Regions from separate parts of the Ovis aries genome. Here region 2 is linked to region 1. The links are chromatin contacts, called in public Hi-C maps. All regions are on one chromosome and are shown on one strand. Each heading gives the region's core, a stretch centred on a gene start, on an enhancer-like site or on the middle of the called end of the contact. The rest is flanking DNA. Distances are from core to core; before and after follow the strand shown. Region 1 overlaps RFTN1 (raftlin, lipid raft linker 1). Region 2 holds the start of RFTN1 (raftlin, lipid raft linker 1).

Region 1 (7,925 bases), core at 3,037-5,536:
CTGAGCCACCAGGGAAGCACTAAGGCTCAGACTATGAGATAAAGCGTGACTCTAGGAGGGCACACAGGCCACCTCCTGTTTCTGTGACACCAGCATAGTAAGAGCATCTTCCGTCATACAGCTATTGGACGCACGGTCACGCGGGCCAGCTGAGCCCCGGCCCCTGGAGGGCTGTCACCACGATGACCGTCCTCTGTCCCCTCTGAGGCCAGGCCTGGGCACCAGGGCCCCTGTGTGTTCACTGGCTGATGAGAAAGAGGCAAAGATTCATTTATCCCACCGGAAGAGAAGTAACGGTCACAGTGAGCTGCCCAAGTCTCGGAGACCTGTGGCCTCCCACGCAGAGAGCTAAGAGCCACGCTCAGATAACAGACAGACAGCCGCCTACCAAGCAGGACGGGGGGTCAGGGGCACCGTCACCCCTCCCAGCTGCAGTTCTCACGCGCTCTTGGGCTGACCACCTCCAGACGCACCTGAACCTTGCATTCCTCAGAAGGTTCTGGTTTTCCAGGAGAGAACAGGGGTTTGAGGAAACGAGGCGCAGGCCAAGACCCTTGGGTGCTGGGGGCGTTCTCTGTGCACCCAGTGACGGGGGAAGGGTCTGAGGGAGGAAACAGTTGCAGGACAGCAGGGGGCCTGGGGGGACAGTCCTGGGACAAGTCTCCCCGGTTACTCGACCCTAGGAGGCGGCCGGTCTGGAGGGAGTCTTGGAGGAAGGTGCGCTCCGGAACAGGGAACATCAGAAACTCCTGAGGGGCCCTTGCGTATCGATGGCCTCCTTTCTCAAAGCCAGGGCTCCGTGCAGAGCTGGGGGCAATGGTCAGGATGACGGGGCCTGTACCCCAGTCGTGCGGGCTCCTACTTAGGAGTGCTTTAAATGACACGTCCTTTGGCACGCGTCCTCCGTCGCTTCAGTCATGCCCAGCTCTCTGCAACCCCATGGACTGTAGCCCGCCAGGCTTCTCTGTCCATGGGATTCTCCAGGCAAGAGAGGGGGTTGCCATGCCCTCCTCCAGGGGATCTTCTTGACCCAGGGATGGAACCCTCATCTCCTGCAATGTACTCAGATTCTTTACCATCTGAGCCTCCACACACCAAGGCCCTGATGAAACACTAGTCCGAATCTCTCCCAGAAGTGAGGTGGCTACATCTCCCCTTCTAAGTCATCCTTGCAAACAAGCCCCAGAATTAAGCATCCCATAGTTTTCTTTTCGGGATCTACAACATAACAAGAAAAGCCATTTCACCCTTTTTTTTTTTTTCTTCTGCACCGTGTGGCATGTGGGCTCTTAGTTCCCTGACCAGGGATTGAACCTGTGTGCCCTGCAGTGGAAGGGCAGAGTCTTAACCACTGGGCCTCTAGGGAGCTCCTTCACCCTTTTCTGTTCTCAAAGCATAAGCAGTTTCTCATCATTTGTAAGAGGCTAACCTCAAGAATTAGTATATAAATAATAACATTAACTAGGGGTTTCCCTCATAGCTCAGTCAGTAAAGAATCTGCCTGCAATGCAGGAGACCCGGGTTCGATTCCTGGGTGGGGAAGATCCCCTGGAGAAGGAAATGGCAACCCACTCCGGTATTCTTGCCTGGAGGATCCCATGGACAGGGGAACCTGGCAGGCTACAGACCACGGGATCACAAGAATCGGACACGACTTAACAGCAAAACCACCACCACCAATAACATTAACCAGGGAGATAATCCAGAAAGGCCTAAACAGAAAGTCTCCCCAAGACCTGGGCCTCCTCCCATCAGTCTCATCACTCATCACCTTCCAAAGGGGAGACAGCTCGTACCAGGGCCTGGCTTCCAGGAAACAGCAGGACACAAGATTTCTTGGAGCAGGAAACTGAAAGGGAATCACGGGGAAAGGAAGAGCTTCACTGTCTGCAGTCTGAGGGCCTCAGTAAACTCTGATCACCTGTCTGAGCATCACACAGGAAGCAGAAGGTGGGAAGCCAGCCTGGGTTCATCCAGCAGATCTGTCTCCAGCCTGGGCAACGGATGGACTCTGAACCTCAGTGTACTCAGCCGCAAAGGGGGCGACGATGCATACGGGCCATCCACGTCACAGGAAGAAGGAAGCATTCGTTAACACTGGCTGCCAGCCTCCTTCCTGCATCGTTATTTGAAATCTCCAAACTAAAGTCCATGCCCCAGTGGCTGTTAAACACCGTGGCTCAGAGCAGTCACTTCCCAGAGGCCTCTCCCTGGCCGCGCGTGCTCCACAGTACTGGTCTGTCCAAGAGACAGACCCCCCTGAAGCCTGGCTGTTTACAGCGCAAGGGCTCAATCAGCAGCTTCCTGCACACCTCATGCCACGTCCTCAGCCGGCACTCTGGATTTCCTTCTTTAGGCAGAAATTCAAAACAAGAGGACCAGGCGTGGAAGGTGCTTTCTGCACTGGTGCCCAGCCATCACCATGCTTCCTGGGGTCACACGGGGTAATCTGGGGGCAGCGCTTGGGCGTGGGGGAGAAAACACCTTGCGATCTAGAACCTGCTGCACCCGTGACATTCTGGAGCCGAGACAAGTCAGCGTCCCGTGGTCTGCCCACCCCCCACCTCCAGAAGACCCACTCAGGAAGGAAGAGTCAGGAGGCCCGGAAAACAGCTCGACAGCTTCTCCTGTTTGATGGACTGCCATCTCTACACTCGAATTCCATTCATTTTCCTAAAAGGCCCCCGGTGATTACTGAAAAGCTAGCAGCCGCTCTCCACGTGGCTCTGAGTCCCGGCGCTGACATACTTACTGGCCGCGAGCGGCTCTCCAGGCCCTTCCGACAGCGGGTCAGCATCTGGTCCCTCCGGAGTCCCCCGAGCAGGAGACTCTGCGCCATCCCCCTCGCCCGGGGACGAGCTGGGCTGCTGGGCGGCGGGTGTCCCCCCTCTTGGGCCCTGGCCGGGCTCCGGGCTTCCGTCCGTCCCCGCAGCAGCGTCTGCAGCCCCCAGCTCCTCCGCAGCCCCATGACGGCCAGGCTCCTGTGTCTCATCCCGGTCATCTGCTGGGGGGCAGCTGCCCACAGGGCTCCCGGGGCAGCGGTACTGAGGCACGACCCCGACGAACTTCAGGCCCCGACTCGCAGCCTCCTGGATCTGTGAGGCAAACCAGACCAAGGGAAACGGGTAAACGGGACGTTCCATCAGAGTGGGGGCACACGCAGCACCTCAGGGAGGCCTCGGGGGATGTTTCCCGGTGTGTGTGTGTGTGTGTGTGTGTGCGCGCGTGCATCCGCACCACACAGAAAATGGGATCTTAGTTCTCTGATGTTGGAGCTGAAACTCCAATCCGTTGGCCACCTGATGCAAAGAACTGGCTCCTTGGGAAAGACCCTGATGCTGGGAAAGACTGAAGGCAGGAGAACAGAATGACAGGGGATGAGACGGTTGGATGGCATCACTGACTCAATGGGCATGAGTCTGGGTAGATTCCGGGAGTTGGTGATGGACAGGGAGGCCTGGTGTGCTGCAGTCCATAGGGCTGCAAAGAGTTAGACACGACTGAGCGACTGAACTGAACTGAACTGAACTGAGTTCTCCAAGCAGAGTTCGAACCCATGCCCTACTGCACTGAGTCTTAACCAATGGACCACCAGGGAAGTCTGGGTGTTCCTGTTTGAACGTGAAATCTCTCAAGCTGGCCAAGGCTTCACCTCCTCAAGGTGGTGGCCACACCCCAAGTCTGGCCTGACTGGGGACAGAGAGGGGCTTATTTTCTTAAACTGTAAAAAAAATAAATAAATAAAGCATTTGACTGTGAAGGGCTGGGATGGCCTCTCTGTGAAACGCTGCATTAGCCCCAATTAGTAATTTTTTTCAGAAACTGAAAAAAAGCTTCTAAAAGGATGAGCTGGAACAAAAAGAGGCTGAAAGAGGAAGCTCATTTTGCTAAGAGTTTATTTTTTTGTGTGATTCTTTTTTTTTCTGATGAATCACCTACTTCCTGCTAATCAGGCTACCATATAACTCAATACATCTATATAACCACATACTAACTACCAGATGACGTTTTATGACCCAAAGAGCTTCCTCTCTGAAACAATTGCTCTGGCAGAGAAGGGCAAAGGTGGTGAGAGTCACCAGCGTGCAAAAGCTGATGGCACACCCCGAGAGAGGGCACCTCTGAGGACAGCAGCCTGGGGGAAGAACGGGCGCCTGAAGACCATGCCCAGCCTGCGGGCACTGCACGCGGTGCCCCACGGCTCTCCACCCCCATCCGGTCCAGGTGACAAGTGGCACCTTCTCACCGCCTGAGCCTCAAGACGGGGGGCACATGCGTGCACTGAGCTCTCGGCCACGTGAACCCTCCCCTCCCCGAGAAAGCAACCCCGCCCCCACCGCAGGCAACTGAATGTAACTGTCATAAGTGAAAGACAAACGGAAAGTAAAAGCTAAACAACAGCAAGAGCTGGCCAAAATTAGAAGACGAGCATTAGGGGACGTGCTGGGCAAGGGGGCTCAGGTCACTTTACAGATGCAGCAGGAAGGGGAGACCGTAGAGCCCGGGAAGCTCAGTCACCAACCCCTGAGTGGATGACCTCAGAGAGCCGCCAGGCGTCAGCAGAGACCCTCTCCTGTCATTTGAGAAGGAGTAAGAAACATCAGAACGTGAAGAGGAACTAAAAAGCTTCTTGATGAAAGTGAAAGAGAAGAGTGAAAAAGTTGGCTTGAAGCTCAACATTCAGAAAATGAAGATCATGGCATCTGGTCCCATTACTTCATGGGAAATAGATGGGGAAACAGTGGCAACAGTGAGAGACTTTATTTTGGGGGGGCTCCAAAATCACTGCAGATGGTAACTGCAGCCATGAAATTAAAGGGCGCTTACTCCTTGTATGGAAAGTTATGACCAACCTAGATAGCATATTCAAAAGCAGAGACATTACTTTGCCAACAAGGGTCCATCTAGTCAAGGCTATGGTTTTTCCAGTGGTCATGTATGGATGTGAGAGTTGGACTGTGAAGAAAGCTGAGCACCAAAGAATTGATGCTTTTGAACTCTGGTGTTGGAGAAGACTCTTGAGAGTCCCTTGGACTGCAAGGAGATCCAACCAGTCCATTCTAAAGGAGATCAGTCCTGGGTGTTCATTGGAAGGACTGATGTTGAAGCTGAAACTCCAGTACTTAGGCCACCTCATGCGAAGAGTTGACTCATTGGAAAAGACTCTGATGCTGGGAGGGATTGGGGGCAGGAGGAGAAGGGGATGACAGAGGATGAGATGGCTGGATGGCATCACCGACTTGATGGACGTGATTTTGAGTGAACTCCGGGAGTTGGTGATGGACAAGGAGGCCTGGCGTGCTGTGATTCATGGGGTCGCAAAAAGTCAGACGCGACTGAGCGACTGCATGAACTGAACTGAAGAAACACCAGCACGAGCTCCTCTTTAAAGGAGAAGCAAGCCTCAGCCCCCTTCACGGATGACCCACCCTAACTCACGGCAGAAGGTCATTTTAGTTCAGCCCTGGCCTTTCTGGAAAATGATCTGGAGCAGTAATACGAGTGTATAGCCCAGTTCAGTTCAGTCACTCAGTCGTGTCCAACTCTTTGTGACCCCGTGGATTGCAGCACGCCAGGCCTCCCTGTCCATCACCAACTCCTGGAGTTTACTCAAACTCATGTCCATTGAGTTGCTGATACCATCCAACCATCTCACCCTCTGTCGTCCCCTTCTCCTCCTGCCTTCAATCTTTCCCAGCATCAGGGTCTTTTCAAATGAGTCAGTTCTTCGAATCAGGTGGCGAAAGTATTGCAGTCTCAGCTTTAGCATCTGTCCTTCCAAAGTCTAGCCTGTGCTAGACATAATGATCACCATGGATCTACCATGTGTGAAACCCTGCACCATGCTTTTTATATCAATGGTTTGGCCTAATCCTCGAACAACCCTACATGGTATCCTGATCTTCATTTCAGAGGAGGACACTGAAGCCCAGAGCCATTTAAAGTCATAAAGTGAGCTGTGGGAAGTCAGGTTCCAAGTCAGGTTTGGCTCAGGTCCAAGTTAACTCTTAAGTACAAGGCCAAGTGGACACGTGTCAAAGCGTCAAGTTCTGCGACACGCACATGTCCACACAAATGCCCGCGGCTGGCTCAATTCACACTTCAAAAAGTTTTTTTTTAAAAACCTTGAAGTCATCATTTCCATTCTGAAAGTTCATTTGTTACCCATTAATCTGTGATATCTACCTATTTTTAGAAACTGTTTTAGAAAGCTTCTAAAAGAAGACACAGGTCACAAACTTTTTAAAAACAAAACAATGAGGAGATAATTGTACCAAACAGCCTGAGGTTGAGGGGAGCTAATCTCCGAGGTTCCCGGCAGCACAGGCAAAAGAGAAACAGAACGGAGTAAGTCATGGTCAGTAAGAGAGAAGCGTAACTTGCTAGTAACTTGCCTACATACAGTAGGTGATCAATTAGGATCTGTTGAATCAAGGAGCGAATGGACACGTTAAATACTGAGTGGATCGGTGTCTCTTCTTCCAGAACGACTCCTGGAAGGTAGGGATGGAGACTGACTGATTTTTCATCTCTGCTGCTGCTGCTAAGTCACATCAGCCATGTCCGACTCTGTGTGACCCCATAGACGGCAGCCCACCAGGCTCCCCCGTCCCTGGGATTCTCCAAGCAAGAACACTGGAGTGGGTTGCCATTTCCTTCTCCAATGCATCAAAGTGAAAAGTGAAAGGGAAGTCACTCAGTCATGTCTGACTCTTAGCGACCCCATGGACTGCAGCCCACCAGGCTCCTCCGTCCATGGGAGTTTCCAGGCAAGAGTTCTGGAGTGGGGTGCCATTGTCTTCTCCGTTTCAGTTCTAGAATCCAACAAACTAACAAACATTTATTAAGTTCCTACAGTGGCTCAAAACAGCATCACGCTTAGGTGCTGGGGCTACAAAATAGGAGTCTTAACTGTCAAAAGATTCAGCTGATTACTGTAAACAGATTTTAAAAATAATTATACTAACATGGCAGAATAATGCTTATGTTATGATGTTACATAAAAAATAAAGATTCTAAGCTTTTAAAACAGCATTATCATAGCTGTATGTGTAAATTTTCAAAATTTATCTAACAAGCATACATATCACCTTTATAACTGAAAAAAAAAATGAAGTCGCTCAGTCGTGTCCAACTCTGTGTGACCCCATAGACAACAGCCCACCAGGCTCCCCCATCCCTGGGATTCTCCAGGCAAGAATACTGGAGTGGGTTGCCATTTCCTTCTCCAATGCATGAAAGCGAAAAGCGAAAGGGAGGTCGCTCAGTCATGTCCGACTCTTAGCGACCCTATGGACTGCAGCCCACCAGGCTCCTCCGTCCATGGGAGTTTCCAGGCAAGAGCACTGGAGTGGGCGCCCTTGCCTTCTATAATTTATATTGCCTTATATAACTTCTTATAACTGAAAAGAAGTACACAGTTCAGAAAATTTTCATAGAGAAGCAAAGTGCAGTAATACAGGCATAGAACGTGACTGTTTCTGCCTGAAGGGGACGCTGAGACCTTCTCACAGCAGGTCAGGGCTATCACAAATGAAGCAGAGTGACACGGCTGGAAAAGGTGAAGGCGGTGGCAGAGCTGCAGTGTGTGAGCCTCCCCTACAACATTCATTCGGATTCTCCCCCAAATATCGTGCTGGAAGAAACCTACTTGGGGACTCAACCTGCAGGAGGCTTTGCAGGATGAATAGGAGTTCATCAGACAGGTGAGAGAAAGGGACAGGGCAGTGCAGGTAAGGAGACAGAAGGATCTTCATGGTCAAAGGCCTGATGGTGCACAACAGCCTGAGGAGTGAACAGAGCTCTGGAAACATTTCTGGGACACGACATGAGAAGCCAGGAGCGCCCAGAAATGAGGCTGGGCCACACAGCACAAGGGCCCTACCATGGATATCCCCAAATGGTAAGACGGCAAAGGCTCAGAC
Region 2 (7,925 bases), core at 4,051-6,550, 160 kb after region 1:
TGCTGACTGCCCAGCTCTGGCAGGTCTGGTTTTCCCACTAACACCTGTGGGCTGGTGCCCACTCCTCTGAACCCAACCTGAGTAGTGGATGCCCCTAAGGCGGACAGCCAGGCCCCCTCCCCATCACCCTGCGCCACCAGCTACAACCTGAGGGCCCTCCAGCACCCCCTACCCTACGGGGGCAGGCTTGACCCCGGAAAACCCCCACACAGCGCCCTCAGGTACCCCAGAGGGTGTCTCCTCCACCTCAGGCCTGGCAGGCAGCCATCACACGTAGAATGTGACCTAATTTTCTAGCTCTTTGGTCCTGGCCCTGCTGAGAACGCTTTTTCTTCGTGAATTCAGCCCAGGTAGGGAGTAAGTAACACAAATGCATATTTAAAAGCTGAACTGAATTCTTCTTTGGAGAGCAAGGAATTAACAGGGCTTCAAGCCGTGGCCATCCCTTGCCCGCTGTACTGATCTTTTCAGAGAAAGCCTCTTGGTAAAATACACAATGATGATAACGTAAGCCCCTCTATGGGCCCAGGAGAAAAGGGAAACTCAAATTTATGTCAAAAACTGAATGTGAATGGGAGGAAAGATCACACACACACACACACACACACACACACCTTTAAACAGTAAACATAAAAGAAACGTCTGGCTAAATTTATCTCTTTGTCAGTGAAAAACAGCCTAAGCTTTAGCCAAGAGTGTTGCCAATTCTTACCCGGAAGGACAAAAGAGAACGCTCACTGTGGAGCAGCGCCATTGAACCAAACTTTCAGCAAGGCTGGAAATATTCCACTTCTCTGTCCAGAACAGTAGCCAACAACCACATGTGGCTCCAGGGCCCTTGAAAGGCGGCCGGTGAGACTGTGGAACTGCACTTTTAATTTTATTTCACTTTGATTCCTTGATATTCAGATGTAAATAGCCGCCTGTAGACCGCAGCTACAGCACTGGGTGGCTCAGTGAGAGACACTCAAACTAAACAGCTGGCAACGTCTTTCTTTCCCTACAATAAAATTATAGTCAGATAACTAATAATACCTTAAACTGTCATCAAAACAAGTACCTCCATCCGGGCCCCAGGAAGAAACAGACAAAAAGACTTGAGAAAGTGAGTCCAGTGCGTCGTTTCTTGCAGCTTCGTCCCCGCTCCAGCTCACATTCTGTTCTACAAGGGCCTCCTGCCTTTGGAAACCTATGCTTGCGGACGAGATCTGCATTTGTGAAACCAGAATGTCAGAGTCCCTTTCCTCAATGTCCAGGAAATAGGAACGAAGTGTGAACTTGGGACAAGTTCTTTAACCTCGCTGAGCTTCAGGTGCCTCAGAGCCAAAGTGCAGATAAGATTAGCACCCACCTCTCATGAGAGTTAGATTCGAAGTGGGCACTTGGCACAGGGTAGCTATAATTAGTATTCTGTTAATAACAATAGTAAAAATCTATACTAAGATAAGAACAGTGCTACTTAGGAAGTTTACAGTTGGCAAAGTTTTCCTAATAGTCTGAACCTGTTTCCCAGGCGGTAGTACAGTGGCCTCCAGTAAAAATACGCCTTGGGGTCCTGACATCTTGGCGATCCCTGTCAGCCTCCAGAGAGGTAATCTCCCAGATGGGTACCATGAGGGTTACTCACGGCCTCTGCCCTGTGGCAAGCGCTGTACTAGGCTGGCAGACAAGGGGAACAGTCCCCAAACATAGTCCAATGTCTCGCAATCTCGTACACGTCCCCTGATGCCACTGATGCACCTCGGTGAGATGTAAAGGCTTCCCCCTGGGGCCCGCGTCAGCAGGACGCCCCATTCCTGCTTCCCAGATCGTGAAGACCAGGTCTCCTTAAAGGCTGAATACGAGAGGGGACCAGAGAGGGAACAGCCCGTTTTCTCAGCCGGGACAAGAAGAAGGGTGTTGACAGGCCGCGTTTCTCACTGACAGGCCGAATCTCTCTAACAGAAAAGCGGTGTTCTCAGAGCCTTCAAAAAGTCAAATCTGACCTGTCTCACGGAGCACACAAGATGCCTTTCAACAGCCAGCTGCCCAGTCAGAGAAATCCAACGGGAATCTCCACCGGATTCCAAGCAGCCAGACCAACGCATCAGAAATCCCCCAGGAGTGTCAAAGCAGAACTTCGGTGGAATTCTGCGAGGGTGGAGTGGGGGGGGGGGTATTTTTCTTTATATAGAAAGTACTCAATCTTCTTTCACAACCAAGGGGACATTCCCCTATGGAAATCCCTTCTCTGAAGACCTTTAAAAATAAAACATGTGTCTGGTCATGCACAATAATTTAAGAGTGAACCCATTTACCTGAAGAGTCAGGGATTTCCCTTAGCTCCTCCATCTACGAAAACAACACGCTCCAGGCTGTCTCGAGTGCTCCCGATTTTCGGCACCTTTGAGCTCAGAAGAACACTGGTCAACCGCGTTCTTGACTTTGAGCTAGGGAAATGAGCCGTGGTATCTGGAATCTGACACATGTATTCCTTGCTGATGGGAGTGTAAAATGGTCTAATCATGTTGGAAGAAAGTTTGACAGCTTCTTATAAAGTTCACATACACCTCTTTTATGACCCAGCAATTTCACTCCATTTACCCATGAGGCATAACAGCACATGTCCCTAGGAAGACTCATAAACAAATATTCACAGCAGCTTCATTCCCCAAACCTGGGAATAACTCTTGTGTCCATTGACAGGGTAATACATAAGCTGGTATAAACTGATCCTGGATCTTAAGTCAGCAATTAAAAAAGAAAAAAAAGGGACCGAATTACTGGTACATAAAACATGAGTGAATCTCAAAAACGTGCTGAGTTAAATAAGCTTTACACAGTATTGTGGATTTCTATAATAAATGAAGTTCAAGAACAGGCTAAACTAGCTTTGAGTGATTGTTAAAAAAAAAGGTGGGGGCACTGACTGGGAATGGGGATGAGGGAACTTTCTGGGGGCAAGGGCAACATTCTCTACCTTGATTACAGACGAGGGTTACACAGGCGTAGGCATCTGTCAAAACATTATGCAAATACTACCCTCAAGATCTGTGCATTTCACTATATGTAGATAGGTACGTATGTATAAATTTCACCTTAAGAAAGTCATGAACATATACTGAACTCTAACAAAACTTCCAGAGGTGACCTGTACCAATGTTTGTAATTTAATTTAAAATGCATAAAACAGAAAGTTGAACTGACGGATGGACAGAGGATGAACAGATGGACAGACGTATAATAAAGCCAATTCAGTACTGCAAAATTATGGCCTCTAGATACCCGTGTCTGGCTGGCCACTGTTCTTCCAAGTTTTCTATATTTTTTAGAAGGAGCTGGGCGTTGGATGAGTCCCTGGATCTTCTCCCTAGCCCACCAACTCAGAGATCTAACAAGACACCCATGCCCACCAAACCAGGGGCCCACATAATTTCAGTTCTGCTGAAAAGTTAAGGCTGGAAGAATGCAAGTAGCTTTACAGGAACTCACATCACTCATGCCAAAGATTTTCTGCCTGTTTCCCTACAGACAAAGCAATTATTTGAATGGAAGCCAAAAATTCCTGCTCCAGAGGGAGAAAAAGAACTCACTGACTTGTATTCCCAATTTATTCTCTTTCGGTTCCTGCACCAGATCAATTAGCTAACTGCACAACACCCTCCCCTTCCATGTGCCCCAGGGTCCAAGCAGCCAAAAGACAAAGAAAAACCAACCCAGAGACAGAGGGATGACGCCCTGCCTCTCAGACCAGAAACCCCACTGAAGGCAAAAGAGGAAGCAAAGCTCCCTCTGAGGTTAAAGTGATTTCACTGAGGTTAGCACACACATGCACCGAAGAGTCCCAGTCAGCTTGCTGCTTTAATCCCTCTGCCGAGTTTGGTGACATCGGGGGTCACTTGAACTTGGTAGGGAATTCAGCCCTGCAGAGGTACCTGGGCATGAGGACATGCGGGGGTGCAGCGCACACCCTCCCCACAGGCGCAGAGGTCACTGACACCACACCCGCCTTCCTTCCTGGCCCGGGCCTCACTTATCCTGAGATGACACCCCATGGCCAGACTGCGCCCAGCATCTGAAAACAGCTGTACCACCAGTTACAAGAAGGGAGTGTTGCTGGAAGCCAGGACAGTCACTCAAACACAGGGACCCGTGCCAAACTGTTGGTTTTTTGTTTTTTGTTTTTAACTTTTTGTTTTGAAAACCCCTAACAAACTCGGTGACACCACCCAGCGTCCCCGGGGACCACCCGCAGCCACACAGGGTAGCCAGGAGACAGCGCCCCCGGGTTACAGCCCCGCGGCCTCCACGCGGCCCTCGGTGCCAAGGCAGCGGCCGTGCAGGTGAAGGGCACCAGCCCCGGGCCCGGGAGGCGGGGTGGGCATGCGCGCCCGCGGGGCTTCCCGAAATAAACGCCGCCGCCGCCACCCTGCCCTGACCCAGGTCCACCCTGGGGCCTAAGAAAGCGGCGAGGACGAGGGAAGAAACCCCCTTACGGAAGGCGAGACAGCGGTTTTCGGTGCCGGGAATTCCCGGCTCCCCGAGTCTCAGCGCCTCCGGGGCGTGCGGCCGTCAGCCCTGCCCCGGGACGGACGCGCCTCGGGGGGCGCACGCACCCCGCCCCAGCTCCCCGCCGCCTCCCCTCCTGAACCCAGATTCCGGGGCCAGCGCCCGCCCGCCCTTCGCGGAGGGCGCCGTGCAGTGTCCCAGACCCACCTGTAGCCTCGAAGCCTCCCCTCCGCTTCCTCCCCCGGCGCCCCCGGGCCGGCGGAGCCCATTACCCCCCACAGACCGCTCTGGGGGTGCCTCTCCCCCTAGCGCGCCAGGGCTGATTTCTTTCTTTCATTTTCAGAAAAGTTGGCCCAAGACCGCCGCGTCCCACGGAGCCGGCCGCCGGCCCCATCCAACCCGAGCCCGGGCGAAGAGGACGAGGGGGGCCCCGGCGCGTCCGAGCAGCACGCCCAGGCCCCCGCAACCTGCAGGGAGGCGTCCCGCGCGGGGCTATCCCCGCCCGCCGGGGTCCCCGCGCCGCTGCACCCACCTCCGCCCCAGTCCCGCAGGCGCCCACCTACCGCTCGGGGCCAGCCGGCGAGAGGGCGCGCGCAGGGGCTCCCGGAGACAGTGTGTTCCGTCCCGGGAGGAAAGTTTGTGCCATGCAGAGGGGGCGGCGCGGGGGAAGGCGTGGGCGACAGGGGGTGGGCGCGGGGCGGGCTGCGAGGCGGGCCCGCGCGTCCGTCCCCCCTGCGAGCGGTGCGTGCGTCCTGCCCGAGAGCCCGCGGCCGCCGCGCTCCCGCTCGCGGCGCCCAGAGCCCGGCGCGCTCCGCCCGCAGCCCCGACGCGCCCCCGTCGCCGCCGCGCGTCCGCCGCCTATACTTCCTCTTCCTCTGAACTCACGGGCAACAGACGCCGCGCGGCATCTTCGGGGGAGCCGCCGGCGCGCCCCACGCCCACCGCGCGCTCCCACGCCGCGCCCCCGCGCCGCTGCCCCCACGGCGCCCCCACCACGCCCCGCGCTCCCACCGCGTCCGCCCCGCGCCCCGCGATCCGCGCTCGCCCCGCGCCCCCACCGCGCCCCGCGCCCGCCGCGCCACCGCGCCTCTGCCCCCAAGGCGCCCCCACCACGTCCCGCGCCCCCACCGCACCCGCCCCGCGCCCCGCGATCCGCCCTCGCCCCGCGCCCACCGTGCTCCCAGCGAACCTCGCCCACTCCGCGCCCCCGCGATCCGCGCGCTGCCCACGGGCGCCCGAGCAACAGACCCTCGCTGCGCCTCCACACCGAGCCCCGTGGCTCCCCCGCCCCACCTCGACCCCTGGTAACCGAGGTCACAAGATCAGGAGCGCGTGTAGGGGACGCGGACCTCCTCCCCCACCAACTCCACGGGTGCCCTCCGAGGAAGGACGGTTGAGAGACCCTCCTGCCTCCCGATGCTGCAGGTGGGCTTGTCCCTGGGCGCTTGAGTTATTTGCTGGGCATTTAGTGCCTAGGGAGCCGGTTAGTGCCACTGTCCGCTTGCCACGCCCTCGCCCACGTACTGCAGGTGCCCAGAAGATGTGGGAAAACCTAGGGAACCAACTTCAGGCCGCCCAAGGAGGCGGTTAGATGCATAAAACATCAGGGCTGCCTTAGTGAAGCCGAGATGGGCGGCCGTGAGCCTGTTGTAAGTCTTTTTTCGTGGAGCGTTTTAAACACAGCAGAATTAAAATGTCAGGGTTACCACCCGGGCGCTAGAGCCAGGGTTCAGGGTGGGCCTTGGGCCTCCATCCGCATTTGCCTTCTGTGTGATGTGGGTAAGTGACTCACCGGCCCTGGGCCTGTTTTCTCCTTCGTTAGGTAGCACTTTCTTGTGGGTTTTATAAGTAAAGTGTTGAGGAACGCACCCTATAACTTAGCTGTTACCCTCTTGTTGTTCTTTTAAGGGGGCTACAGTAAGACAGCCGTTCAGTTCACTTCGTGTCTGACTCTCTGCGACCCCATGGACTGCAGCCTACCAGGCCTCCCTGTCCGTCACCGACTGACATCATCTAATTAATTGTCTACATTTTCTGACTGGGCAAAGAGCGGGTTTCAAGCGTTGGAGCCCACAGGATGGAGGGCTAGTGTAGGCACCGGAGTGTTCTAACGGTGTCCTTCTGGTACTGATGACACCCCCAGGGGTAAGGAAGCCCTATTTTGTTTTCAGGAATTCCTGTAAACACAGTTTCTGGAAGACTCCTGTTTGCTTTTGCCCTAGCCATCCCAGCTCTGTGTTCCTTCCCCCCACCTCCCACTTTGTGTGTGTGTTTTCTTGCCCCTTTCCCTTTCCAGCCCCTGCTGGCTGGTGTCGCTCACCACCACGCTGGCTCTCCCAGTCTCTCCCTTGCTTGGCTTGCCATCTGGGAGGAAACGGGATCAGACGGCAGCCCAGGTCCACATTCAAACAGTATCATGCGGGAAAGGGTGTCCTCTGGCAGCAGGGACGGTTTTGAACACCCACCTATAAGACCCAAAGGAGGAAGCTTTGTTATTTAAATGCCCGAGGCCTAGAGTTATTGCAAGGCAGGCTCCGTCTGAAATCTTTCTGATCCTCACATGGGAGAAGGAAACCAACATTTCTAGGTGTTAACCAGCAGTTCAGAGTAAACACGGAATATTTAAAAGGGAAAAAGAGGAATGCCGCATAACTTGTTGTGTTTGGGGGAGAAGGTTGATTTCTTTTAAGCAAATCATTTTCACTCTATACCATTTTTGCGTTTTTTTTAAAACACTAGGTCCTTGGGGTTAATAAGTTACTCTGTTTTCATTTTCTTCCACTCAACCTCTTCCTGAGTACTGACAGTGTGTAAATGTCTTAAATGATCTTGTTTCCCTGATTGGACCTGCAGTTTTTTAGGGCTTTTCTAAAACTGACCTTTCCCCCTAGATATTCTGACGCTTCCTCTTTGGTACACAGCAGGTGTTTAATCCACATACATGGAGCGGATGTACACAGCAGGTGTTTAATCCACATACGTGGAGTGAATGGGTGAGTCATTCATATCCGGACCTTTTTCAGCCCCGTGTAACGTACACTGATCAGTTACCTGGAGTATGATGCATCTCTTTCACCTGGAATAGCCAATGAGGGGACGAGGTTGGGTTCATTTGTATTGTGTAGAGGTCAGCCTTGATTTTCCTCTTGACTGCCGTGGACTGGCCAGCCAAGGGATACACCCTGGGCAGCTGGGCCTCACCTCTGACTGACCTCATCTACCCAGCATCAACCCCAAAGATGCTGGAGCTGTATCCTGGTGGGTTACCTTGGCAACCTCACAATGTCATCTGTTAGAATGTCCTAGGGCGGCAGCTTTTAATTCTATCACAGCGGTCTCATCGGGGGTCATGTAATGGTGCTGTTTTTCCTCTGCTCACACTTCCTCCCCCTATGATTTAACACTAAGTACTCAAGGAGGGAGCCGAACACGGGGAA

Evidence for each region. A called contact is a pair of places that touch in the nucleus more often than the background predicts.
Region 2: a contact with region 1 is called in a Hi-C map of liver, with 2.9 times the contacts expected there. The contact joins the promoter of RFTN1 here to the enhancer-like site in region 1. A contact is called at or near these places in 3 of 16 Hi-C or Micro-C datasets (hypothalamus, liver and muscle).

Annotation. Positions count from the first base shown.
Region 1 is chr1:274,428,830-274,436,754 of ARS-UI_Ramb_v3.0, forward strand. RFTN1 (raftlin, lipid raft linker 1) reads right to left here. Exons shown (of 8, transcript XM_042238759.1): 5 at 2,753-3,095. Among named protein-coding and RNA genes, the nearest start is that of OXNAD1, 140 kb to the left of the region's middle. Within about 2 kb of position 4,287, at least 12 of the 54 cell types and tissues checked have an H3K27ac peak or open chromatin away from gene starts, as enhancers often do. A contact at or near this core is called in liver, where this site is marked.
Region 2 is chr1:274,583,136-274,591,060 of ARS-UI_Ramb_v3.0, forward strand. It overlaps RFTN1 (raftlin, lipid raft linker 1), which reads right to left and starts at 5,301. Exons shown (of 8, transcript XM_042238759.1): 1 at 5,052-5,301. It overlaps LOC105605032 (a long non-coding RNA gene), which reads left to right and starts at 5,659. Exons shown (of 2, transcript XR_009595862.1): 1 at 5,659-6,633; 2 at 7,413-7,925.